Regions from separate parts of the Mus musculus genome. Here regions 2, 3, 4 and 5 are each linked to region 1. A link is a contact called in public Hi-C and promoter capture Hi-C data. All regions are on one chromosome and are shown on one strand. The core of a region is the stretch at or near the end of the contact, and the rest is flanking DNA. Distances in the headings are between cores, read along the strand shown. Region 1 holds the start of Pim3 (proviral integration site 3). Region 2 holds the start of Zcrb1 (zinc finger CCHC-type and RNA binding motif 1). Region 3 holds the start of Nup50 (nucleoporin 50). Region 4 holds the start of D130051D11Rik (a long non-coding RNA gene). Region 5 holds the start of Gtse1 (G two S phase expressed protein 1).

Evidence for each region. Promoter capture Hi-C pulls out the DNA fragments that hold promoters and counts their contacts. Hi-C and Micro-C count contacts between places; a contact is called where the count stands out from the background.
Region 2: a Hi-C map of B cells shows a contact between it and region 1, with 6 read pairs. The contact joins the promoter of Zcrb1 here to the promoter of Pim3 in region 1. A contact is called at or near these places in 1 of 39 promoter capture datasets (pre-B cells) and 1 of 484 Hi-C or Micro-C datasets (B cells).
Region 3: a promoter capture Hi-C map of cranial neural crest shows a contact between it and region 1. The contact joins the promoter of Nup50 here to the promoter of Pim3 in region 1.
Region 4: a promoter capture Hi-C map of pre-B cells shows a contact between it and region 1. The contact joins the promoter of D130051D11Rik here to the promoter of Pim3 in region 1. A contact is called at or near these places in 2 of 39 promoter capture datasets (cranial neural crest and pre-B cells).
Region 5: a contact with region 1 is called in a promoter capture Hi-C map of embryonic stem cells, with 4 times the contacts expected there. The contact joins the promoter of Gtse1 here to the promoter of Pim3 in region 1. A contact is called at or near these places in 1 of 39 promoter capture datasets (embryonic stem cells), 1 of 115 datasets of contacts at active chromatin or transcription factors (large pre-B cells) and 1 of 9 other capture datasets (embryonic stem cells).

What each region holds. Positions count from the first base shown.
Region 1 is chr15:88,859,422-88,864,470 of GRCm38.p6, reverse strand. It overlaps Pim3 (proviral integration site 3), which reads right to left and starts at 2,277. Exons shown (of 6, transcript NM_145478.2): 1 at 1,719-2,277; 2 at 1,524-1,633; 3 at 1,380-1,430; 4 at 923-1,292; 5 at 1-155. The coding sequence starts at 1,803. Gm33049 reads right to left here. Exons shown (of 3, transcript XM_006521646.3): 3 at 1,965-2,638. The coding sequence ends at 1,991.
Region 2 is chr15:93,395,566-93,400,614 of GRCm38.p6, reverse strand. It overlaps Zcrb1 (zinc finger CCHC-type and RNA binding motif 1), which reads left to right and starts at 2,281. Exons shown (of 8, transcript NM_026025.3): 1 at 2,281-2,452; 2 at 3,360-3,445; 3 at 5,000-5,028. The coding sequence starts at 3,362. Pphln1 (periphilin 1) reads right to left here and starts at 2,265. Exons shown (of 9, transcript NM_175363.4): 1 at 2,154-2,265.
Region 3 is chr15:84,921,134-84,926,182 of GRCm38.p6, reverse strand. Nup50 (nucleoporin 50) reads right to left here and starts at 2,755. Exons shown (of 8, transcript NM_016714.2): 1 at 2,533-2,755.
Region 4 is chr15:85,631,661-85,636,709 of GRCm38.p6, reverse strand. D130051D11Rik (a long non-coding RNA gene) reads right to left here and starts at 2,114. Exons shown (of 2, transcript XR_003951642.1): 1 at 675-2,114.
Region 5 is chr15:85,857,213-85,862,261 of GRCm38.p6, reverse strand. It overlaps Gtse1 (G two S phase expressed protein 1), which reads right to left and starts at 2,555. Exons shown (of 12, transcript NM_001168672.1): 1 at 2,468-2,555; 2 at 2,167-2,258; 3 at 304-361; 4 at 1-194. The coding sequence starts at 2,191. It overlaps Ttc38 (tetratricopeptide repeat domain 38), which reads right to left. Exons shown (of 14, transcript NM_001033337.4): 14 at 3,440-5,049.

The sequences.
Region 1 (5,049 bases), core at 1,028-3,527:
AAAGAGCCTGCCGCGCAAGATCTCCTCATCCTGCTCAAAGGGAATGTCCCCACACACCATGTCGTAGAGCAGTACACCCAGAGACCACACAGTGGCAGACCGCCCGTGATATCGGTGATATCGGATCCACTCTGGGGGGCTGTACACACGGGTGCCTGAGGGAAGAATCGGGATTAGGTACACATCAGGATATATACACACTGGGGGGTGAACACACTGAACAACGGGCCTTCATTAGCTCTCAGCCAGCCTCCATGGGGCCTCTGAGAATCTTGCTTGTCATCACCCTGGAAAAACCCCAACACAGCTGCAGGCGGGACTCAGGAAAGGAGGGACATGGAGGGCAGGGGAGGAACAGGAGTGAAGGGGAGGTGAAGGCCCACCCCTAACAGGCCCCAAGGCAGGAGCGCGTCACATGAGCTCCGGCTCCAGTTTCACAACAAACAGATACAACGTAAGCCACTGGGAACCAGGCCTGGTGTTCTAGCTCCTCCCGCCCCGGCTCGCCTTGCTCAGCTCTGCAAGGCTCGGAAAGGGGAGGAGAGGAGCTTAGAAAGAGGAGGGGCGGGAGAGATGGGAGGAGGGAGGAGAGGAGTGGGGGAGCCCCGGCTTCCCCGCGCTCCGCAATGCGGGGATTTCTACTGCGGCGCCCCCGCGCTCCGCACGCACGCACGCACGCAAGGGAGGCCCGCGAGCGCCCTCCCCGGCACAGGGAGGGGCCACGGCGCCGAGGCGGCTGGCGGGGGCCCTGCGTCACGCGCGTATCGCGGGTCTCCCTGGCTGCCACCCACCGTCCCCAGACCCTGCGCCCTCACACCGCAGAGGGCTACCCCGGTGTCCCCAGTCCCCCCCACCCCTCCCGTAAGCCAGGCGTGGCGCGTGGCCGCCTAACAGTCGCCGGAACGCCGCACCACCTGCTCACCATCAAAGTCAGTGTAGACCGTGTCCTTGAGCACCGCGCCCGAGCCGAAGTCGATGAGCTTCAGCTCTCCCGAGCGCAGGTCCACCAGCAGGTTCTCGTCCTTGATGTCGCGGTGCACGACCCCACAATTGTGGCAGTGCCGCACAGCGGCAAGCACCTGCGCGAAGAAGCGACGCGCCAGCGGCTCGTCCAGGGCGCCTCGTTCAGTGATGAAGTCGAAGAGGTCCTGTGCCGGCTCGGGTCGCTCCAGCACCAACAAGAAGCCGTCGGGCCGCTCGAACCAGTCCAGCAAGCGGATGACGCCGCGCGCGCCGCCCGCCGCGCCCACCTTGCGCAGCAGCACCACCTCCAGGGGCACGGCCACTCCGCCCTGGGGGACAAGGCGGTCATCGGACAAAGCCAAGGCAACCCACACCCGCATGCCCCGCACCCGCACGCCCCGCACCCGCATACTTACGAGACTGCCCCACTCGGTCACCCGCTCCTTCACCACGTGCTTCACAGCCACCTGCGGGGAAAAGAGGGGGCGACACGCGAGCGGTCAGACGGGCGGCCGAGCGTGGCGATCGTCCACGCGGGTGCGCCCGGAGCCACGACTCACCGGGAGTCCGTCGGCGATGCGGCTGCCCGCGTAGACCGTGCCGAAGCCGCCGCTGCCCAGCACGGCGCCCACCTGGTACACCTTCTCGAAGCTCTCCTTGTCAGCCTTGGCTGTGGGACAAACAATCGGGTTGATGATGACCCAAAGCCACCCCCCGGCCCCCGCCCAGGCCCCCTCCCTGGTCCCCACACATACCTGGCTGTAGGATCTTCACTGGGAGGTGGTCCACGCCGCCAGGCCCGCAGAGGTGCGCCAGGGAGCCGAACTTGGACAGCAGCATCGCGGGTGGCCTCGCGTGCGGTGCCGCCTCTGACCCGTCCGGCAAGGACGCGGGAGGGCGGTCTTCCTGACCGCAGACAGCGCGGCGGATCCCACGGCCCCGAGGCCGAGCGCTCAGCGGGGCAGCCGCGCGGCGCAGTTGCCCGGTGGCCGCGCGAAAGCGCGTAGACGGCAGCTGGCCGAGCAGCTCACACGCCCCGGCCGCCTCGCCCCGGGGTTTTGGACCACGGAGATGTGTATCCTTCCGCGGAGGCGGGGCCGCCTGAAGCTCCGCCTCCTTCCGCCCGAGGCTCGCTTTGCGGTGTGGCTGTTTTGAGTCTCGCAGGGCGGTGCTGGGGAAGCCGGACGCTCCCTGTCGTTTCACCAAGGGCTGGTGGCGCGCGGGGACGACGACCCGTCCGGACTAGCTTGCCGTAGTAGAGTCGCGGAGGTGCACGGCGTTCCGCGGCTTTCACGGCGCTCTCACCCGCCCTGCGCACGCGCAGCTCGCGCGCGGGCGGCGGCCCCCTTATGTCTCCGGCAGCGCGGGCGGGGCCGCATAAGCCAATGAAAATCGAGGTTTTGAAAGGACACGGGGACTCAGCCAATGGCAGCGTAGGGCGGGGCCTTCCGAGCCTCGCCCCCCAGGCCGCGCTGAGGAAGGTCACTCTCCGGCTCCGCGAGTTACGCGTGTTGTTCCCTCGTTCTTCGTGGGCGTTTGTGGCTGGGGGTGTGCGAGGAGTCGGCCCCCTCTGAGAAGCGGAAGTCCGGGAGGACAGTCGTGCGGCCCTGAGGCCTACGCTGACACTAGCTCTGTGTGCGTCACCCGCTGCTCGCGCGCCACGATGCGCACGTGGCTGGGCGACAGAGAAAGCATTGCCCTCAGACCTCTCAACCCAGCCTCAGCTCCCTGGAGCACACCTTGAGTGTTCGCCCATCAGCTAGGCTCAGATCTCATGCTCCTAGCTGGGTACTTATGAGAGCCTCCTAAACCCTAGATCCTCCCTCCTGGGAACTTGTCCCTCTGCTCTAAGGCCATCTGACAAAGTGTCCCTTTAGCTGCTCACAACTACCAAAGGTCCTTTGTTGATGACTATTATGCCCATAGTTCCGTCCTGAGCAGCTCAAGTAGACACAGCCTACAGCAGTCTCCCTGTGTCCTTTTTACCTATACCTTAAGACACCAGTGAAATTAGACTCAACTGTTGTTGACCCCTGGCTAAGTCACTGACCCAAGAGCAACCCAGGACTTGGAGTTGTCATCTGTCATAGCTGGGTGAGAATGAGTTGAGAGCCATTGCTCCCTGGACTTCAGTTTGATGTCTAAACGATTCAACTGTCGTTCCTGAACTGCTACTACTTGGGGGATCTGGAGCCTGGCTTCCCACTGGCTTATCCATGTTCCTCCACTAACACCGCAATCCACACTTTCTCTCTCTGGAACCTTTCTGAGGCGCCTACTGCCTTGACACTATTTGGGGCCCACCTGGTTTCCTCACCCCCTTTCTGTCTTTGTGGCCTAGACCCTCAACAGTCTGGACACACTCAGGCCCTCGGAATAGGTCTCAGGTTCTTGGAGCTCTGTCTGGCTGTCTCCTAACATGCTTTCCAGGAGCTGACCACATCTGCCAAGAACAAAGCTTTCCATACCAGCTATCAGCAGGGTTTACAGGGTACCTGCTCAGGTGTGGGGGAGGGGCGGGGGTTGTCTGCCTGTGGGTGCTTTCAAAGGACCAGCTAAGAACCCAACAGGGCCTGTGCTCCTCCTGGCCAGGACAATCTGGTTGTATTGGACCCCAGTCTTTCGGGAGAGGGAGGGAGGGATCCTTGAGAACTGTCTAGGTGGGTAGTAAATTCAATGGTGAAGAATGGCTGGGGTTCCCTGGTGTCTCCCTAGAGACCCTCACCCAGCATGTGACCAGGCTGGCCTCAAACCCATAGAGATCCTCCTGCCTCTGCCTCCCCAGTTCTGGGATTAAAAGTGTGTACCAGCACCAACCGGCTCCCAAGTGATTTTCTTTTCTTTTTTTTTTTCTCTCCTGTTTGTTTGTTTTTTAAGACAGGGTTTCTTTGTGTTGTCCTGGAACTTGCTCTGTAGACCAGGCTGACCTTGAACTCAGTGATCCACCAGCCTTTCCCTCCTTAGTGCTGGGATTAAAGATGTGTTCCACCACCACCTGGTTCCCAAGTGAATTTCTAAGCGGGTTCATTCCAGATCATCCTGGCCTTCACCCTGGCTAGTTCCTCTTGTAGTTGGCCTTGGGAGACCAGGACCAGAAAGGACCCCCCTATCCTTGGTCCCTAAACTTCTGAGGGGTGCTCCTGACACCTCGAATCTTCCCATACTAACTTACCTTATGGTGCTGTCACTCATAGCTCCTCTCTCCTCCCTTCCATGGTAGGCTGAGACCCCTTCATTGTACTAGAGGACTTGGGGGTGGGGGTTTATCTTTATTGTGTGGTAGATCAATTACTCTGTGGGCCCGTGTGTGTGTTGAGGACCCCAAACCTTCTAAGCCCCGTGATGTTATCAGAATAGGCCATGGCTCTCACCCCCAGGAATCATACATCCAACATGTGGGGGGGTCTTGTCATATTCCATTTGGCCTGAAGAAAGGTCTGGTAAGAGGCTTTATCTAAACAGCTATCCATGCATCTGTTCCGGACAGGCATTTGGAAATCCCTGTGTCCCCAAATAATCCTGCCCCACCCCCTACCAGCAATGGGCATAACCTACCCCATCAGCCTATTAATTAGGTTATCAAATAGAGGCTCTGTCTGTGGAGCCTATTCCCTATTTGCATGGGAGTCTGGACTGAATCTGAAACCCATGGCTTCTGGCCCTTGTCTACCTGCCCTGTCCCCGCTCCCAGCCTGTTAGAAGGTGGACCTTAGGCCATCCCTGCTCCACAGGTTTCAACACCTGTAACCAGTTACTGTACTGGGTACCAGTCCTCCGCCTGTTTTTTTCCTGGTTCTTGGAAAGCCCAACCAGTAAACCTTAAAAATAGCTCTGGCCCTCACAGGTCAGTGATCCCATAGGCAGCAGAGCTGGAGATCTCCTACAGAAGAGAATGGTCCTGCTGCAGATGCCCATGCCCTGTTGTTTGCCTTCCCTCCACTCAAAGGATGCTCTGGGTCCAGATGAATGTGACATTAGAGGAGCACGCATCCCGCCTGTCTGCCTTCCCGTCTTAACCAGGGGTTACTCAAGGAGAGGGCTGCTGGAGCAGGATCGCTTCCACCAGAGGGTCACTTGCTCACACAC
Region 2 (5,049 bases), core at 1,032-3,531, 4.5 Mb before region 1:
ACACTTAAAAATCTGAAATATAAACCTTGTGTTTGGCATAATATAAACCTTTAGTCTCAACACCTGGGAGGCAGAGGCAGTTGGATCTCTGAGTTTAAGGCCAGGCCAGCCTGGTCTACAAAATGAGTTCTAGGACAGCCAGATGCTACACAGACAAAAGGCTGAGATGGGGGGGGGGGGGGGTTAGTAGTATTTGAGTGGGTATAGGACACACCTTCAATCACTTGAGAGACAGAAGCAGGCAGATCTCTGTTTAATTTGAGACAATTTACGGGGGGGGGGGGGGGGCTGTATTTGAACTATTTCTTGAATAGACTGCATGACCTAGCAACATTGAAATCACTCCACACAAACTACCCATGTGCCATTTGTTGTTCCTAAGTAGCTGATGACCTGACCGGATCCTGCCACCCACTCACTCACTACCTAAAACCTCTAAAAACGGCAAACAGCAGCAGCATTCCAAGGATAAGCAAAACAAACACTCCCACCCTCAGCGTTTAATTTAAATTCAAGATGAAAGACACAATCAGGAAGCAATTGGCTCCTGCTGGAGGGGGCTTAGAAGAACCTAACTTTGGGAACTTAGGGAAAGACTACTCAAAAATAAGAGCTGGGCTAAGCCCGAGGAAGGCCAGTAATCAGAACGTAGGAGGGCTGAGGCAAAACAAGAGAATCACCAGTTCTAGGCCCTGCTTGGGGGGATGGGGGGTAGGGGATGGGGATTATATTAATAGAAAGAGGTAGAAGGCAGGGAAATCATAGGACCAAAAGGAAAAATGAGAACAAAAACTGAAAGAAAAAAAAAATCAAGGAAATGCAATCAATTCGATACAGATGGAGCAACACCAAATCTTAAAACCCAGATGTCAGGGGAAAAAAAAAAAGTTCAATTTAAAGGCAAAAGCCACAGCTTTGTTAAAGAGTCAGAAAACGCAAGACAGTTTCAAAACAAGGCTAATAAGTGTTTGCTAAGCAGACAAAATAAGATTCCAGGAGCACAGACGATGCGCTCAGGGTGAACTAAGGAAGGAGAAGCAGTGGTACCCCCAAATCGAGAGGAAGCACGAAACAGCGCGGAGAGTTAAGGCTCAAACAATTAGAAGACCAAAGGGGCTTACATCGTGGGCGATAACCAAGCACAACCGGGATGTGAAGCCTGGGAGTTTGGGCTGGCCACAAGTTTGCCATGAGAATTAGTCCCAGTGGTCCCTTGGTGGACGCCAAGGAATTAATGCCTCTCAAAACTCAGCGGCGCCCTGGGTGGATTGCACTTCGTCCCTCCGCTTCAGTCAGGATTGATTGTGCAGGCTCCACGACAGGCTCTGGGCTCCGGGCTGCTGACACGCAGGTTCCCAGGGAGTAGTTACAGGCCTGGTCTGTACGTGCTGGTGGGTAGAAGTTAAGTTTAAACTACCGGGCAAAATAAGCATTCGGATTTCTCTGTAGAAACGACGAGCTCTTAAAGAATAATCAGTGTAGCCGGGCGGTGATGGTGCACGCCTTTAATCCCTGCACTCTGGAGGCGAGGCGGGCGGGATCTCTGAGTTCGAGGCCAGCCTGGTCTACAGAGCGAGTTCCAGGACAGCCAGGGCTACACAGAGAAACCCTGTCTCGGAAAACAAAAAAATAATCAGTGCGTACCCATTCCATATTTTCAGAAAGGAAAAAATAGTAATAAACAACGGGACGATGGAGCTGAACATCTGTCCGTGCCAGTACTCAAGAATGGGTCACTGTGTGACTCCAACTGTCCCCACGTGGGCTTTGTCTCCCCGGCCACACTGACATTCTCAACAGCAAGTGGATTATTTTGGCACTCTTTTGTCCGTCTCTCAAAGTGCCTATTACAGAGTCGGTTAGGTCCAAAAAATAAAAAATAAGATAAAAACCCAGACTTCCTGACTGACCTGGCGTCACTGAAGTTGCCTGGCTGAGAACTCCCCTTTTGCTTACTAAACTCCTGCCGAGAAGCGGAACCTGGGTCTCACTCTCCTCCACACTTCGCTTTCCTCCCGCATCCACTGAGTCCCTCTCCAGGTTCCACTAGGAGTCCAGAATAAAGCACATCTCCATCGCCGCAGGAAACGTCCGCCCGCCCGCCCGCCGGCCGCATGCGCCCCTCGCGCCTCTGCGGAGAGCCACTCGCTCACCTACGTCCCACTGCTGAGCCTCCGCCTCTGTCGCCGCCGCCTCTGTCGCCGCCGCCTCAGCCGCCGGTGAAACCCGCGAAGCCAGACGTCCGCTCGCCCTAAAGGCACTTCCGGCGCGCGCGGTGACGTCGCCCGGCGCGCCAGCCTCCGGCCCGGGGCCGTCGGGGTTTGGGGGAGTCGGAAGGAGCGCTGCACCGCGCTGCGTTCGCGGACGCCCGCGCTTTTGCGCGCCGCGGAAGGCAGCCGGAGGTGAAGCCGCCGCGGGCTCGCATCCTCTCCGCTTCGCCTCTGCGCCGAAGGTAAGCTCCCACGGCGCCGGGCCCAGGAGACGGCCGCGGCCCGGGCCTCCGCCTCGGCCTCCGCCTCGGCCTCGGCCTCGGCCTCGGCCTCGGCCTCGACCCTGACCCCAGCTCCGGCCCCAGGAACGTCCAGCCGGGGTTAGCATTTCTCAGAGTGAGAAACTGGAAACGCGACAAGCAGGTTTTGGCTAGCTAAGGCTTTTTGAATAATCCTCCTACTGGGCCAGCGGGGCGCCCTCCGGGGTGCCGGGTCCATTGTCATTCATAGGGGTTCTTAACACTTGCTGCCGACCGACGCGATCGTTTCACCTGTAATTTGCAGAGTTTTAACAGTGACGTTGATTACTAAGCACATTGATAAATATACAGGTTAATGTCCCATTCAAAGTAGGTAATCCATGTAATAGAGTGTCATTTCATGATTTGGTTGTGCACGAAATTTAAAAATCTAAAGAACTTTATCAAAATGTGAAACTACCCCAAGCTTAACAAAACCGAGTCTCTGTCGTCATGGCCTACCTATATCAGTAATCCATATATACAGACGTAGATACAGGAGTTTTTTTAAAAACAAGAACAAAAGAGGCGGGGTAGACAGGTGTCCCTTTCGGAGGTGGGCGAATCCTTGGGAAACATCTTTTCCGCTTTTACCCTAAGAAGGCGTTAAAAATAGCCTTGTGGCTTCTCCATCTCTCTAAAACCCCTCTTCAATCGCACCGCAGCCCTAAAAGGCTTAACACCCGCTGCTAGAAAAGGAATATGGTAATTCACACCCTACCCACACTGGTACTCTAATCTCTTTAAATGAATGGAGCCTGAGGAATTCTACCCTAATTAAGTCAGTGATGGTCCTTGTTTGGTTCTACTTGGAGTAAGATTCCCAATGTCTCCTTTTTTTCCGTTTTAGAAATGAGCGGTGGCTTGGCGCCAAGTAAAAGCACAGTTTATGTATCCAACTTGCCTTTCTCCCTAACAAACAATGATTTATACCGGGTAAGTTGTATGTACATCTAACTAATGGATTCTTTCTTTAGAGACAATCTGAAGCTTAAGCAAAAATACTGCTCCCTGGGAAAATTTTTAGTTGATATCTTCTGCAAATTTTAGTGGGAAATTTTTCAATTTTGTTTTAATTTCCCAAAGAGAATTTGTTGTTTGTGTGTTTTTTCGAGGCAGGGTTTCTCTGTGCCTGACTGGCCTAGAACTCACTCTGTAGAACAGGCTATCATAGAACTCAGAGATCTGCCTTCCTCTGCCGCCTGTACTTGAGTGGTGGAACACTTGCCTAGAGTAGTTATCACACACCTGTAACCCCAGCACAGGGGAAGCTGAGGTAGGAAGATCAGCTTGGACAATTTAGACCCCATCTCACGAAAGAGAAAAGAGATACTGAATTAGGCTTGGAGGTGAGATTTTAGACTGAATGATAAGAAATAACCTTATTTAAAACATACCTGGGGGCTGGAGGTGAAGTATAGTTGGTAGGATGCTTGTCTTGCGTGCACAAAACCCTGTGTTGATTCCCTAGTACCACATGAACTAAGGAATCAATGGAGAACCCGTTAGAAAGCTATAATCCCATAGGAAACTGCTGGACCTCGGAATCCAATGTTGCTAAATGTCTGGCCCACAATTTCAATATTAGACTGCATATGATGGGATCTTCTAAAAGCCTTTGGGGGAGGGTGTTATTTCTGTGTATTAAATAATTAGTCAGAATTATAAGCATATAGATATGTATATATCTATAGAATATAGATCTGGGCAATATATGGGCAACTATATGTAGAAGTAAAAGGAAGACGAGGCCAGAATACTAAGTAAGGATGGAAGAGTTCTGCACCCACCGATAGAAGTAGAAGGATCTTTGCTTTGTTTTTGATCTTTGGCATCAAGTCTTGTTTTGTAGCCTGGGCTCGTCTCAAACCTTCTTGCTTTGCTCTTCTGAAAACCAGGATTGCAGCCATAGACCATCACTGCTGGCTGCAGATGGGTTTTTCATTACAGGAAGCTTTTTTTTTCATTATAGGAAAGTATTATCTGCAGTGAGAGTTCTGTCTGTCCTCAGATGGCAGATTGTGTAACTCACTGGTATGGTTTTATTTGACAACACTGATAATAAAAGGACAGGACCAGCTGGAGCTATGGTGGGTTTGTTGGCCCCACAGATCCATTGGATCAGAAGTCCAGCTGCTGCCTAGTGTATAGGCCATGGATCTAGACATGCTGAGTGGTCCCCCACCCCCATCTACTCCCTGGAGGGAGTTAGGAACTGAAGCTTGTAACTCCAGTAACTGTATTATTCTAGTCACTTAGAAAATGTTTCTTTGGCTTGGTGAATCAGTGTCTTGCTGTGTTGCCCTGTGTCGTGGTCCTCCTCCTCAGTCCCCCAGGTATAGCGATATTTGTTAGAAAGTCGGTTGTATAGGCTGCTAATGGCTGGAGTGTTTCATAAAATATAACAAAGAATCTGGTCAGTAAATACAATCTGAGTATTTAATTTGGTGACATTTTAAATTATAATTATTCTGTGATCTTTTATTTCAGATATTTTCCAAGTATGGCAAAGTTGTAAAGTAAGTATTCACATTACAAAA
Region 3 (5,049 bases), core at 1,506-4,005, 3.9 Mb after region 1:
GCTTCCACGGGTGAGCAAGCACAAATTAATAATAATAATAATAGCAGCAGCAGCAGTAGTAGTGGTAGTAACAAGAGCCAGGCAAGGTGGCATACACCTTTAACCCCAGGACTCAGGAGATAGAGGTAGGTGGATCTCTGTGAGTTTAAGGCCAGGCTAGTCTACAGAATAAGTTCTAGGACAGCCAGGGCTACACAGAGAAAACCTGTTTCCAGAAAAAAAATGCCTTGCCTTTTAGAAATAGCAATAACAGGGGCTAGGGAGATAATAGCCCAGCAGTTAAGAGCACACATTATTACTCTTGCAAAGGACCCAAGTCAGTTCCAGCACCCATGTCAGGCAGCTCATATTCCTGTTGGGAGTTACAGGGGATCTAGTGCCCTCTACTGTCCTGCACAGGCACTGTACACACACACAGAGAGAGAGAGAGAGAGAGAGAGAGACAGAGAGAGAGACAGAGAGAGAGACAGAGAGAGAGACAGAGAGAGAGACAGAGAGACAGAGAGAGAGACAGGAGCTTGGAGGGTTTTGTTCTAAGCACTGTTTCATCTCTTCAGAGCAGCTTTAGCAGCGAGGGTACTTGCCCAGGCTGGCAGTAGGTACTCCTTCCTGATACTTTCTCCATTCATTTACCCTCAGCACAACATCCCACCAGAGTAGGCCTGGAACAGTCATTAGATACAAACTTACCCATCGCTTAATGCTCTACAGCAGATTAGCAACTACAGAGTAAGTTTGAAATCATAAATTCCAAAGCCTTCCAATATCTGACGTGCAGGGCTCCAGCTTTCGAAACATTCCAACCTTTTACATTTTTCTCTTACAGGCACGTTTTCTGATTACAGAATGAATGATTTTAAAAATGAAGATTCTAAAATATACAGCATGAGTTTTAATAAATATCAGTAACTGGGAACCGTCTCTTTTTAACTCCTCTCCCAAACCGCTGCAAAATTAATCTTATCAGAAATAGCGTTCTTTACAGAACTGTTCACAGGTGAGGTCTCTGGATCCCTAGGGAAATTTTTCTAATCATTACCTAACATCACCACCAGAGGGCAAAAGAGGTAAGCAGTGACCCTGCTAGATTTACTGTTTTAAGATGTGGACAAAAGGAATAGTGGGAAACGCATTTAAACTGTCTAGCTCAGACTTGAAACTAAAGAGTACCTGACAGACTAAAACAAACGAATGCTGCCGCTGCCATTTCACACTTTACTCAGATGAGTCAGAGGCCAGGAATTCTAGTTTTGTTTCCTGATGACTCTAAAATGTCCCAAACCTACCTGGCTCATAGATCTGTTGTTGATTCAGTGGTCCGAGGCATTACTTATTTGAGAAAATACAAGATGCTATTGCTAGCTTCCAGGACAAGCTGAGCGAGCCTGGGCAATCGGGTTTGGCGAATGATTATCTGTGGGACAGAGGGACTGCTATGAAAACTAAGATGGCATAGCTTAGAAGAGTGCCTCAAACAGAGGAAGTGTCCTGTCAAAATAGTAACAAAAATAACCCCTATTTTTACTCCAAAACTCAAAAGCTGTAGAGGGAAAAGTAACTACTACTATAGGCTAAACTTTTAAAACACATTTCACCAACCCGGGTGATGGTAGAGGGAGGCTGAAGCAGGATGACAGTTTGAGGCCAGTCTAAGCCATAGAACAAGTTCAAGGCCAACATAGGAGATACATACTTTTTTTTTTAAAGCACCAAATACCTACTTATTTCACATTCCATAGTTAAACACAACTCTGCAAATTATCTGGAACAAGGCCTGGCACTTGAGACTTATCTGCCAGCTATTATTGTTGTTATTAAAGCTTTTCTGTTTTATTTTTCTTTTAAAGCGGTGGGGACAGGATCCAGGGTCTCGTACGTACTAGATAAGCTTCTACCAATATGTTACCGGGGAAATTTAATCCCTGTAATAAATGACTTACAACAGCTGCCCGGAAGACTTTGCCAAATGTCTGCGTTTGTGGGTAAAATGGCTCCACGAAATGCTTTTAAGATATGAAGCTAGGAAGTTGCCGGGGGACGGGGTGTGTGTGTGTGTTGACAGGGGATGGTGATGGTGTGTGTGTGTGTGTGTGTGTGTGTGTGTGAATTATTCACGATCGGGCCGCTTCCTGCGGTGTGCGCACCCGCACAACTCTGCGGTCAAGAGATGACTTTCACAGGAAAACACCAGGAGCCGATCGAGGTCACTATAACGCCCCGGAAAAGCCCAAACCTCAAAAGTGGCCCTGGACGAACCCGGGTGACCAACGGCCTGGAAACTCGGTGAGGGCACCGGGGGACCGAACAGCCGGGGAGACGACATGTAAGGGGCGAAGGCCAGCCAGGGTTGGGCCAGGGCGGCCCTGCCACCGCCGCCTACCTCCGCTGGGGCCGAGGCCCGCGCTCAGCCGAGCCTTCCACTGCCAGGCGGCTCGCCCGGCAGGCCCGGCCCGGTCCGGCTTCACAAACAGCCCGCCGCGTCGCCAAGGCGGCCGCCGCCCCGCCCTCCTGGCCTGCCCGGCCCTCACCTACCTTGACTGCCGCCGCCGATCACGCTGGAGTCCCGGCGCCGCGGCGAGCAGGGCCGAGGCGGCGGTCGCGGCCGCTGGGAGATTCCGGTGCGTCGAGCGCCTCCGGGAACTTCGTGATCAGCAGAACTCGGGAGCCGTGTGTCTCTGAGTCCGACACTGAGGACAAGAAGAGACATCCGCTCAGCCCGAAGCTGCTACAGAACGGTGAAGAGAGCGCCCGGGGCCGCCATCTTGTAACTCGAATGGACGCCTCCGAACCAATCGGAGGGAAAAGAGAGGGGGAGGGGGAAGAGGCAAGCGACGCCCGCATCCAGCTACTGCGCATGCGCGTCGGAGCCTCCGCCGCCGGCCCCTTCTCCTGAGGGCCACTTGGGTCGCGCGGCGCATGCGCAAGCCCGCCCTAGAAACAGTCGCCGGGAGGACCATTGGAGCTCGCGCGTGCGCACAGGGAGCGCGGGCAGCGGGCCGGGAGCCAAAGCCACTGTCAAACGCGGGTTAAGCACGTTGGTCACGTGTCGGCCGCCGTCCCAGTTTGAGGAGGTTCGCGCGCCAATCGCTGCCGAGACACTAGCGGGAGGCGTTGTGGTCAGTGACTTTGGAGGCCTCCGATGGTGTGGTGGGTGGCTGAGGAGACTGGCCGTGGATCTGGGGGGAGCACGAGGCGGGTGCAACGTGATTCTCACGTGGACGGGCCTTGGGGAGGGTGGATCTCAGTCTGCGGAGACTTGGAAGCTTGTGGTAGCTCTTCCCGACATGGGGCTGGAGAGCCCTGCGGGACGGACTCTAAAGGTCACCTGCCCCAATTGCTGCTTTATGATAGATGTCCACAGATTTCCTCGTTGGGAGCTGTAAATTTGCCCCAAGCTGCAGGACCAGCTAGGGCCCACAGGAGATGAAGTCCCCGGAGGGATTCAGCTGCGGGACGAACCGTATGCGTCCTGGACCAGGACTCGTGTTTTGTGTGCTTTTAGCTGACTACAGCACTCTAAAGCGGTTCAGTTGTTTAAGAAGGGATTCCGGTTGGTCTAATTCTTCTGCTTGAGTTTTAACGAGAATGTGAACCAGAATGTCAGACCCATCCTTAACCATCCGGAAACGGGTCTCAGAGAAACTAGCATTTCTAGAGCAATAGTTCCAAACTTTTGAGAGAGGACAAAGGGGGTTCCAAGGGAGAAGTCAAGTCCCTTATTTTCAGGGTGTTTCATCCATCGATCTGCAAGAACTGCAAAAGGAGACTAGCTGGCACGGTGGTAGAGTACTTGGCTAGCACGAGGAAAGCCCTAAATTCAGTTCCCCCAGATCCAGCAGAGTGAAAGAGAAAAAGCCAGATCGCATTTAATGCACACATTTGTTCTTGATTCAACTGACTGCCAATGAAGTGTCTTCTGAAAATTTGTGTTAAATACATGCAAGGTATTTTTCTTGTCATTCTCTACACATTTCAGCTATGTCGTTAACGTCATATTTAGTGCTATAAGTACTCCAGAGATAATTTAAGTATCTGAAGTCAGTCAGGTCATGGGCATTTTCAACTAAAGTCACAGTTACTGGAAGGCTGAGGCAAGAGGATCAGCCCAGGCCAGCCAGAGTAACAAGAAGATCCTCATTAATACAGACCAGACCCACAATCACAGCTATTCAGACAGTTGAGGCAGGAGAATCAAAACTTTAAGGCCTATTCTGGGCCACAGATAAAATTCAAATCTATGTTGAGCGTGCCTGAGCAACTTAGACCCTCTCCCAAAAATAAATAAAAATACAAAACTGGCTGGTCATAGTGGTGCTCATTTTAATCCCAGTACTTGATTAAATCCCAGTACAGAGGCAGATCTCTGAATTCCAGGCTAGCTTGATCTTCATAGTTCCAAGATGGCCAGCCTCACATATTGAGACCCTGTCTCAAAAGCAAACAAAAACACAACTACCAAAAAGCAACCAAATGAAGAACCAGAAAGGGTTGGGGGTGTTCAGTGGTAAAGTATCTGCCTAGCGCCTGTGAGGCCGTAGTACTGCAAAAGGAAACCTAAGTAAACTGGAAGTAGTAGTCCACACCTTTAATTCCACCACTCAGTACTGAGGAACAAAAACCTAGCTGCAAGCCGAATTCATTGGAGTGAGATGTCCGTGTGAAACCTGCCCGGAATTCTTTCAGGTTATAGGCAGTTTGGGTAATCTAGGAACTGGGACATGATTGCAAGTTCAAGGCCATGTTGAAGGATCAGGTGAGATCCTCTCTCCAACAGCAAAACCTGCAAGTAAAATACTTCATGTGAATACTGTGCCACTTAATATAAGAGCCTTGAGCAGACTGGAGTGACTCGGTGTTTAAAAGCACTTGTTCTTTCAGGGGATCCAGGTTCAGTTCTCAGAATTCACGTGACAGCTCACAACCCTCCATAACAGGATCCCGGACGTTAACACAACAGACTCCATTGATGGTGGTACCATTCAGGCCATGAAACTCAGCAAGCAGCACCACTTGGTAAAATGAAAACAATGACCACGGCCATCAAAGGCC
Region 4 (5,049 bases), core at 865-3,364, 3.2 Mb after region 1:
GAAGGGCTTGCCTGAGGCCTCAGAGTAGTCTGAACTCCCGGGAAACCTTAGTTCTTTAGAGGTTTGGAGCTGAAAGCCTCTTTTGAATCAGCGAGGCCTCTCTGCATTGTGGCTAGCATGCCCTGAGGAGTAAATACTCACCCTATACTGGCTTAGGTGGAACCCAGAATGATTTTCTGAGCACAAAAGTAGTCTAGACCCTCCTACTAAGTCCTGTTCAGCTCCAAGAGTCCTTATTCCTTGGACCACACCCAAGACACATTTATTCTTTTTTTTTCCCATAAAAAGGGGGGCACTGGTCTCTGAGTTGAGATTCCTCGACTCACTTGAAATTATTGGGCTGAAGTGTGCCTCTGTCCACAATTGGTGGGAAAAAAACAAAACAAAACAAAACAAAAACCAGAGAGGCCATTCTCTTGGAAACCATGTGTTTTCTTTTTATAGAGGTGCCCATCCAGTTCCCAAGCTTTGTCTTCTAATATGGAGAAAGAAAAAAAAAAAAAACCAAAAAACCAAAGCACTGTAAGGCTGCCTCTCTGAGGCACATTTCAGTCTAGAAAATCTGGACTATTGCAAACAAATGAGGTAGAACCTCAAGCCCAGGGCTAGGTACCCACTGCTGCCAACAGCCACCACATAAGACCTGGAAAGACACTATGGAACCAATAAGATACCTTAGGCTATCCCAAGGAGAGCAGTAGGTGCAGAAGAGAGAGGCACTCTCAGTGCACAAGGCTGGTTTCTTCAAAATTATATATGAGAACACTGGGTGGTCTCTTTCATACACATTCTGTCCCTGAGAGTGGCTTGGCAGGCTTGGTCCAACAAACCAGATGCTTGGAAATCACCTACTTTTCCATGTTCTTCAAAGGCATCATAGAGACCATCTTCTGCAACCCACTCCTGACTCCGGTACAAAGAAAGACAGCGCACAAATGATGCACAATCTACAATGTTTCATTTGGGGGTTGATCTTGTAATGGTGCAGAAGCGACAGGCATCAGCAGAAACACTACTTGGGATTTTGAGTTTGATCTCTTCCATGCTGGTGATAATGCGATATAAGCACCCTTTCTCAACGCTGGCCATCACCAGGGGAAACCACATGCTCCAGTGTGCTGAGTTGATAAGCCAGGACATTTAGTAGATTAAGCAACCCCATGATGTTTTAAGCCACAGTGGGTCCTCTGTATGAGCCATTATTAAAGGTTAAAGAACCTTTATTTGATGGTCTCGGTGAACAAGTTGGGGTGGGGACATCAGGCACCTCCAGGATGCTTAAAGTCTTCTGGCTAGGAATAAAGAATGATGAACGGGGCAGTGCTGGCGACGAGAGGTGACCACGGAAAGGAACTATGTGCTCCAGCTGAGCAGAACAGATTAAACCAGAGAATCAGAACCAGGGTGTGGAAGGACTTGTCTCTCTGTGGAGGGACAGTGCTGGCCACAGTGGCTAGGAGCCCTGCGACAGCACATCAGAAGCATGTGCGGGCCTTCCTGAAAAGTGGCTGTCAACAAATAGGCGCTCTCGTCTCTGGGCCTGCAGACCTCCAAAAGGGGCGTTCACACTGCGGGGCTAGCCTGGGCTCTGCATTTCTTGGATAGGGCTGAGCACCCGGCAGGGCCACGTCGCTCCTGGTACAGAGGGAGGCTACAGTCTAAAGTAGGAGGGGCCTCGGGTTCCCGGTGCCAGGACTCCGCCGCCAAGACGGTGCCGTGGCCTGCCCCCTCTAGGGACCTAGAAAGCTCCACGCTCACACCTTGAGGGGGTACAGAGGGAGCAGAAAAGGCAGAAGTGCGCCCACGGCGCCCACAGCCCTTAAAATAACACACAACTCTCACGCTCCACCCCGGAAGCAGACTCGCGGTAGACGTAGGGCGGGGCCTCTCGAGTCTGGGGGCGTGACTTCTAAGTAGCCTGCGCCGGAAATGAAGTCCAGGGTGCGGCATACTTGGAGGCCGCGGTTCGCAGCTGAGAGGCGGGGCCCTGTCTAGAGGCGGAGCCTTGCCCAGCTGGAGGTGGAGCCACTGGGCCACCATCTCCGACTTCCGGGGTCGCGGGCGGTGCGGGCGGAGTGAAGCACAGAGTGGGCGGGCCCTGGGTCGGCCAGCTCTGAATGCAAATTTACGGCCTAGCAGGCTGCGGCTCCGGGGCGAGGCCTGCGTGTGGGGCGGGGCCTAGGTATGTGGGCGGGACCTGGCGCCGGGCACGCCCAACCTTAGTGCGGGCAGGCGGGAGGCGGAGCCTCTGCGCGCGGCCTAAATGAGTTTGCGCAGACTCAGGGCGGGCTCTCAGCCTGTCACTGTGAACCTTAGGGCTGCATTTCACTTGAATCAGATTTTCGTTTTAGTCAGACTTTTCTGTTCTGAAAGCTTTCCTGCCCTTGGAGTTTGTAAATCTTGGCAAGGAGGAAGAAAACGGGTAACCCTCAAGCTCCTCGTGAGATTTTTCCTTTTTTGAGGCTGTGTACGTGATGTAAAGAGTCTTGCAAAATTGCAGTAACACTTGAGAATACCTTAAAAATACCCAGTTCTTGATCTAAGGGTGTACCTCAGTTGGTAGAGTCCTTTCCTAGCAGACAGGAGACCTTGGCTTCCATTCTAGTATCAAACAAACAAACAAACAAAAACTTTATAATTTTCCAACTCAAAAATCATACGTTACTGGAGAAAATTTAGAAAGTTGACAAGAATTTTTAAAAACCTGATCAATATGCCAGGTAGTGGCACACTCCTTTAATCCCAGCACTTGGGAGGTAGAGGCAGGTGAATCTCTGCTCTTGAGACCAGCCTGGACTACAGAGCAAGTTCCAGGACAGTCAGGGCTATATCTCAAAAACACCAACAACAACAACACAAAAAACAACAACAAAAACAAATAAACACTCTGATTATTTAAGATCACTAGTGTTAACATTTTGACGTTTCTATTTTTATAATTCTATGTATATTTGAAACAGAAATAGGGACAATACTATACAGTACTACCTTGCCCTTTGTCTTTTTGTGGCTGGTGTTGCTGTGAGGGTCTGACCATAGCCCTATTTGTGGCCCCACACAGCCCTAGATGGGAAACCCCTTTGTTATTTAACTCTCATAGGCCGTCTTGTTTCCATCTCTTTTGAGTTTTCCTTTCTTTCTTTCTTTCTCTCTTTTGTTTTTGTTATTGTTTTTTGTTTGTTTTTGTTGTTTGTTTTTTCGAGACAGGGTTTCTCTATATAGCCCTGACTGTCCTGGAACTCACTTTGTAGACCAGGCTGGCCTCGAACTCAGAAATCTGCCTGCCTCTGCCTCCGGAGTGCTGGGATTAAAGGCTTGAGCCACCAAGCTCGGCCCTCTTTTGAGTTTTCTACATTTAAAAGGTAACAATGTTTCAACAAGTGATAAATCACTTGTAGCCAAAAAATAGATACCTAGTGTCCAGATTACATAAAGAACTAAAACTCAACAATGAAATCCCTAATTTAATTATAGGCAAAGGACTTAAATGTTTTTAAAGACTAAGTAGCTAAGACCCATACAGCCAACAAGATACTCATTGTGGCCAATCAACAGAGGGGAAAAAAAAAAAACCAAATTCACAAAACACTTCACACTAAGGTTGCAAGTACAGAAAAAAAAAAAAAGCACAAAAATGGAAAAATGGAAAAAGTGTTGGCAAGTATGTGGAGAATCTGGAACCTTTTCACATTGCTGGTAGGAATGCAAAATGACGTAGTTGCTACAGAAACCTTTATGGAAAAGCCAGAGCTACCACAAGGCCCAGCAATTTCTCTTGTCAGTATGTAACCAAGGACTTGAAAGCAGGAATGCTGTCAGTCTGCTGTGCACTCCTGCTCCAAGGAGAGGAAAGGTAGAAATTCTAGAAACAGCTCCCAAAGGGTCATGGATGGGTCAGTGGGTGAAGCTGATAGCATAAACACAAACAAAGGGGCATCAGCAGGCTTAGAAAGGAATCAAGTTCTCCAATCAGCTACAACAGAATTGAACCCTGAAAACAGGGCTAGGTGAAGAAAGCTAGACACAAAGTATCCAATCATGAGGCCCATTCAACAGATCCTCAGGCGAGCCCATAGACAGGAGAATGGCGTTTCTAGGCTCTGAGGCCAGAGGAAGTGTAAAGTTCTTAGTGACCAGATGAGTTTCAGTTTAGGATGAGAAGGTGTGGAAATGGATGCTGATGGCTGCATAGCAAGGAGTGGATGCCTAATGCTGTGGAAACAGTACATTAAAAAAAAAAAAAAAAAGCTTATTAATATTCATGAGGAAGTCTGAGGACGATTTTTAGGAGTGTCTCCTTCCACCTCCTTGAGGGAGGGCAGCTCATTTCTGCTGCGCAGTACAGGCAAGCTGACCCTTGTGCTTGCAGCTGATTCTCCCGTTTCTGACTCCCATCTCGCCGAAGTGCTGAAATTAGATACATGCCTGACGTAAATCAGACTTTTTATGTGGGTTCCAGGGATCAAATTCAAGCTGGCGAACGTGTGGGGCAAGCACCTTTACCTCCTGAGCCCTTTAGCCAGCCTCCTCAATAATACCCTTACAACTATGTTAACACCCCCTAAAGGCATTTTTGGGGTGGGAAGACTTTTTGGAGTGTGTGTATGTGTTTATGTATACATGGAGGACAGAGTCAGACTTCGAGTGATTTCTTCAATTATTCTCTGCCTTATTATTTTTTCCCACCTTATTTTTTGAGACAGAGTCTCTCATTGAACTGGAGCTCAACTTTTGGATCAGACTGGCTGACCAGCAAGCCCAAGGAATCCTCCTCTTTCTGCCTTCATAGTACTAGATTACATGCTAAACCATGGGGGAGGGATAGGGTCTTTTTCTCAGATGCTAATCCCAGTTCATAAATCTCAGGCCCATTGAGGTGCCCCTCCAGGTGGCTGCGGATGGCGTCATTCAGGCTTCTCTGTACTAATCTCCAAGCAGGAAAGCAAGCCTGGTTTGGAAAAGCAGCAAATCACTGGTGATCTTTATCTGAACTTGATCTTTTCTGTTTGAACCACCACCAACACACACACACACACACACACACACACA
Region 5 (5,049 bases), core at 1,306-3,805, 3.0 Mb after region 1:
GTAAGGCCAGTAAGTGGGCTTCTTTGTACACCTCCACAAACTTCTCCCCAGTGAGAGGGCTCAAGGTGCAAGGGCTACCAGAGCCCGGGGCAAGAGGCTGCCCAGGAACCCGGCGGTTTAAGTCCAAACTGGCAGCAATGCATCTTTCTTTATGTCCAACAGGCCCAAAAAAGACTTCATCATCTTCATTTGTGCTGCGTTTAAAGAAAAAGATTATCAGGGCTGAAATCACACCAGCATCTAGGCGAGGGGCTTTGATGAACCTGTCTATACCAGGGGTTAGGGAAGAAAACGCATGTTTACCTTGAAGAAGACAAGGAAAGATCGAAGTCAAATTTTTCATCTTCCAAAAGAAGAAAGTCTGGGGTGGGGATGGGGAGAAAAAGTTCAGTTATTTTAGGGTAACATAAAACAGGAAAGCACTGGTTTCACAGTTGCTATGAATCTCTCAGTAAAGTAATAGATTGTTGCCTGAATTCAATCAATTGTCATGGGCACCTCAAGTCCTTCTTATTTCCCATTTCCACTCTCAAGTTCCAGGAGCCACTCTGAGTGCACTGATCCACCATCAAAACACAGAACCTTACCTCTATGATAGAATCTAGGGTTTCCAAGAAGGCTAAGTCACCTTCAGGCACAGGCTATTTTCTAAAGATCAACTACTTTAGCTAGCCTGGAATTCAATTATGAGACATCTATCAGCGATGAGTTCAAAGATGGTTCAAACTCACAGTAGAGACCAACGAGTATCTGTGGAGCACCACTGCTCCTCGGGTCCCTTTCCAAAAAAACAAAACAAAAAAGAAAACAAAACAAAAAACAAAAACAAAAAAAACCCCAAAACCTAAACCAAAACCACCAACAAAAATTTTGCTCTGCCTATCCACATTCCTAGCATAGCCTTGGTTGAACCAACTGTGGATTTATTCAGCTCTCTCTCACAGACCAGCCACTTCCCAGTAGTACTTAAAGGTCTGCTTCACCGGAGGGAACCTACATAATTCAGGACAAAATCCTAAGGTGGAGGAAGGTCATAGGCTTCATTAAGGATGCACGTTACAGCCTGGTTAAGTTGCATTCTAAACCTTTATGTTTATGCTCATAAATTACTGGACTGGGCTGCCAGCCTAGGTCATTAGAGGTGCTTCTTATAATGGGCATCACTGTGTTAAGCAGTCTCCTAAGGTGTCAAAGAGGATACATAACCTGATAGGGTGCAAAGGCCCAGTGCTCAGCCCTAAAAGGGAGAAAATAATTGTAAACCCACATCAACCCTCTAAGACTCAGGGGAGCAAAGTTACTTCCCACCACATCTGATGACCTGAGTTCAAGCCCTGGGACCCTCAGGTGCTTGCACACCTTGGTTACCACCCCCAAACACACACATACACATACACACACACACACACACACACACACACACAAACCAAGTCATCGTAAAGATTCCTCCTCCCCTCTTTTAGACAGGGTTTCACTGTGTAGGTTTACAAAGAGAACTAACTGTTCTGGAACTCACTCTGTCGACCAGGCTAGGCTAGCCTTGAAATAAAACTCAAGAGATCTGCCTGCCTCTGCAGTTGGGGCATTAAAGGCGTGTGCAGCCACCACGTAGCAAGTCTTGCTTTTCAAAGAATTTGCCAGCACTCAGAAGGCTTCCGAAGGTGGCTCTCGATGAATTCAAGGCCAGCCTGGACTACAGAGTGAGTTCCGGGTTACAAAGTGAGGGCTCAAAAAAACAAGCAAGAAAGGAAAAGCAAACAAAGTAAGTCAGTGGAGGAGAAAAGAATGAACCACAGGGGAATGGGTGGAGTGAGGGACTCTGCGCTCAGTGCAAGAGAAAGCTGTTGCCATTTTGATAGCACAGCAACTGTGATTAACCACAGGAGACCCTCACAAGATTAAGACCCCCACTTAAAGCCCTTCTGGAAGTGGGGGGAGGCCCCTCTTAAGATTACATAAGTGGTTTTAAAAAGTGGGTGGGGATGTTGTAGGGGCTTCTTTGGTGGTGGAGCTATGAATTGCTAATGTCCTTGTAAGTAACTTCAGTTAAATTTATTTGCTTATCAATCCAGACTTCGTTTCTTTGATCTGTTGTAGCCCTCTCTATTTTGTTTGGGGTGAAAAGGAATACACTCCAGAACAGCCTTACGAACAGAAAGGACTTACCTTCTTTTTTACTACCAGCATCCATCTTCACCTCTCTCTCCACTGGTTGGCCGAAGGCACGTCGCGGCCGTCTCCTCCTTCCACAGAGTTCGCTGCAGGAAGCAAGGGGACGGGAGAATTAGGCAAGTCAGAGGCAAGCCCCAACTTGCTCCCGGTTTCCCAGACTGTGCGCCCCGAGGCGGGGTAACGGATTTCCGGCTCTGAGCTGCAGAGCTGGCACCGCAGCCCGTCCTCCCCGGATCTCTGCGGCTCGGGACCCGGTTCCCCACTCTCCGGGACCAGCGCTACGACCACTCCTTACCCCTCGCCTCTGACCGGGAAGGCATAAAATCCAGCTGGGTCTCCGGCACCGGTTTAAACGCGGCGCCCGGCTCCGCCGGCCGCCGATTGGCCTGTTTAAACAGGAGACGCTCTCGGTGCAGCCTGGGAAATGTAGTCAGAGTGCTGATGTACAAGACCAATGCCCAAGACTCCAAGCCACGGATTGGCTCCGCTGGGCGCAGGAAACTCCCACCGGAAGTTCCCATGACTCTCCTCCTCCGGAGACACAGAAAGGATTTAAGCGTTCCGCCTGTGGCTGTGCTAGCAAAAGGGACCGAGGCGGTGATGGTGGGGCATAGGAGATGGTCAGGCAGCTAGGAAGGAATTTGTCCCGACTCTCTCCGGTGCTTGTCCTGGTATCTCCAGTATTTCTCATGCGTCCGGGTACTCTCTGCAGCCTAAGGCCTCTCTCCTGTACTCTGGTGTGCAGGCCCTCCCTTTTCCCTCAAATGCAGAAGAGTGACAGAGCCGGTCTTAGCACTTCTTTGCTGCCAATATGTTAGATGCCTTTGGATAGCAATGAGCAGGAAACTGGCTTCAAGGTCTGTTGGTTCAAGGAAGTCCAGGGTTGGCCTGGATAGCCATCAAGAAGGCCATCAAGTCTGGATGTCGTCTCTACACATCGGCCAGGTCTGGCTCACTAGTAGGCAAGCTGGCTTCGTCGGACCCAAGGTTCCCACCGGCTGGGGATGGTGACCGGTTCTGTGTATCTGGAATTTTAAGGGCCAGGCTTTTCTGATTCACACCGGGGGCGGGAGGGGGGGGCGCAAGACCACGGTGGCAGTCACATCTGTGGTCCAAGCCTTTAGCTCCTGTGCATGAAATCCCTGCATCCCTGGGGCTATCCACTGGGCAGTAAAGTTCACCAACACTTCTCTTTGTATCATATCAGGTCATAGTAGATGTTCAGGAAAGCATACCCATAGTAACTCACTGCTATTTACATTTTCTCTTGGCTTTAAAAATATTTTTATTTTATTTTTTTTGCCGACGTGTGCGTATGTACAGGTATGCAAGTGCCTACAGAGGCCAGAAGAGAGTGTCAGGTCCCTTGAGGCTAGATTTACAGGCTCTACGTGGGCGCTAGGTACTGATCTCTGGTCATCTGGAAGAACGGCAAGTGCTCAGCCATGGAGCCATCTCTCCAGACGCATACACATTTCCCTTTAAGATCAGTCGCCTGTCCCTGGCAGATGCATGCCTTCTTTCATGAAAGCCTACACATACCAGCTTTTACAGACAAGGCATTCAATGGAAGCCATTGAATACCAGAGATCACAGCACAAAGTGGTTCAATAGCAAGGGCAAGTGCCAAGGGCTATGGGGCAAAGAGAAGGCACTGTCACCAGCCCACAGGCAGGGTGGAAGGCTTTCTGAAAGAGACAGAGAGCAAGACTCCGCTTCTGGCTGAATCATGTATTATTTGGAATCATATACATAATGAGGACTAATGAGGAGGTTCCCCCTTGGCACCTGTCCCCAGGCTCCCTGATATGGAGACAGTACCTCTTCAAATCCTATGGCGATTACACAATTTCTTGACTTGCTGCCTCATCCAGCTAAGATTAGAGAAGCCCATCTCCCTAGGACGCAACCCAAACCTGGCACTTGGGAGCTGCTCAGAGGTTCCCATAGGAGAGGGTAGTCAACGGGACCAATTGTTTTAATGAATGCCCAAAACCTGTCCAGTCCTCAGCAGACTGCAGGGACTCTGAGCAGGCTAAGCAAAGATCTGGTTTGGAGACCTCCAACCCACTCCCCACTCCCACCTGCCCATCAGTCCCTACTTAAGTAGGAACTGCATCAACTTCCAGGAGGGATGTCCCTGTCACAGAAGCAGGAGATGGGCTTAAACCTCGTGATGGCTATGTCACTTATCTGGTTATTTGCCACAGCAGAGCAGCCCTAAGCTGGTGTAGTGGTTTGAATAGGTTTGGTCCCCATGGACTCAACACTTGGCTCATAGGGAGCGACAAGTTGGTTTTTGTTTTTTTTTTTTGTTTGTTTGTTTGTTTGTTTTTTGGTTTTTTTTTTTTTTTTTGGTTTTTTCGAGACAGGATTTCTCTGTATAGCCCTGACTGTCCTGGAACTCACTTTGTAGACCAGGCTGGCCTTGAACTCAGAAATCCGCCTGCCTCTGCCTCCTAGGGAGTGACAAGTATTAGGAGGTGTGTACTTGTTGGAGGAAGAGTGTCACTGTGGGGGCAGACTTTGAGGGCCTAGCTCCACCCAGTGCAGAAGGGACCCTCCTGCTGGCTGCAAGAAGATGGTCTCCTTTTGGATGCCTGTAGCTCAAGATGCAGAACTCTCAGCTCCTCCTGCACCATGCCTGCCTGGATGCCGCCACGCTTCCCACCATGATGATAATGGACGGAACCTCTGAAACTGTCAGCCAGCCCCAAATAAAGGTTTTCCTTTGTAAGAGTTGCCTTGGTCATGGCGTCTCTTCACAGCAATAGAACCCCGACTAAGACAGCTGAGGGTCTCACACCCACTCTCAGGAGCAGAATCGGAGCTAGCCAAGGAAGCCACATCCCTCAAGATTTACTCCCAAGTGAAGTC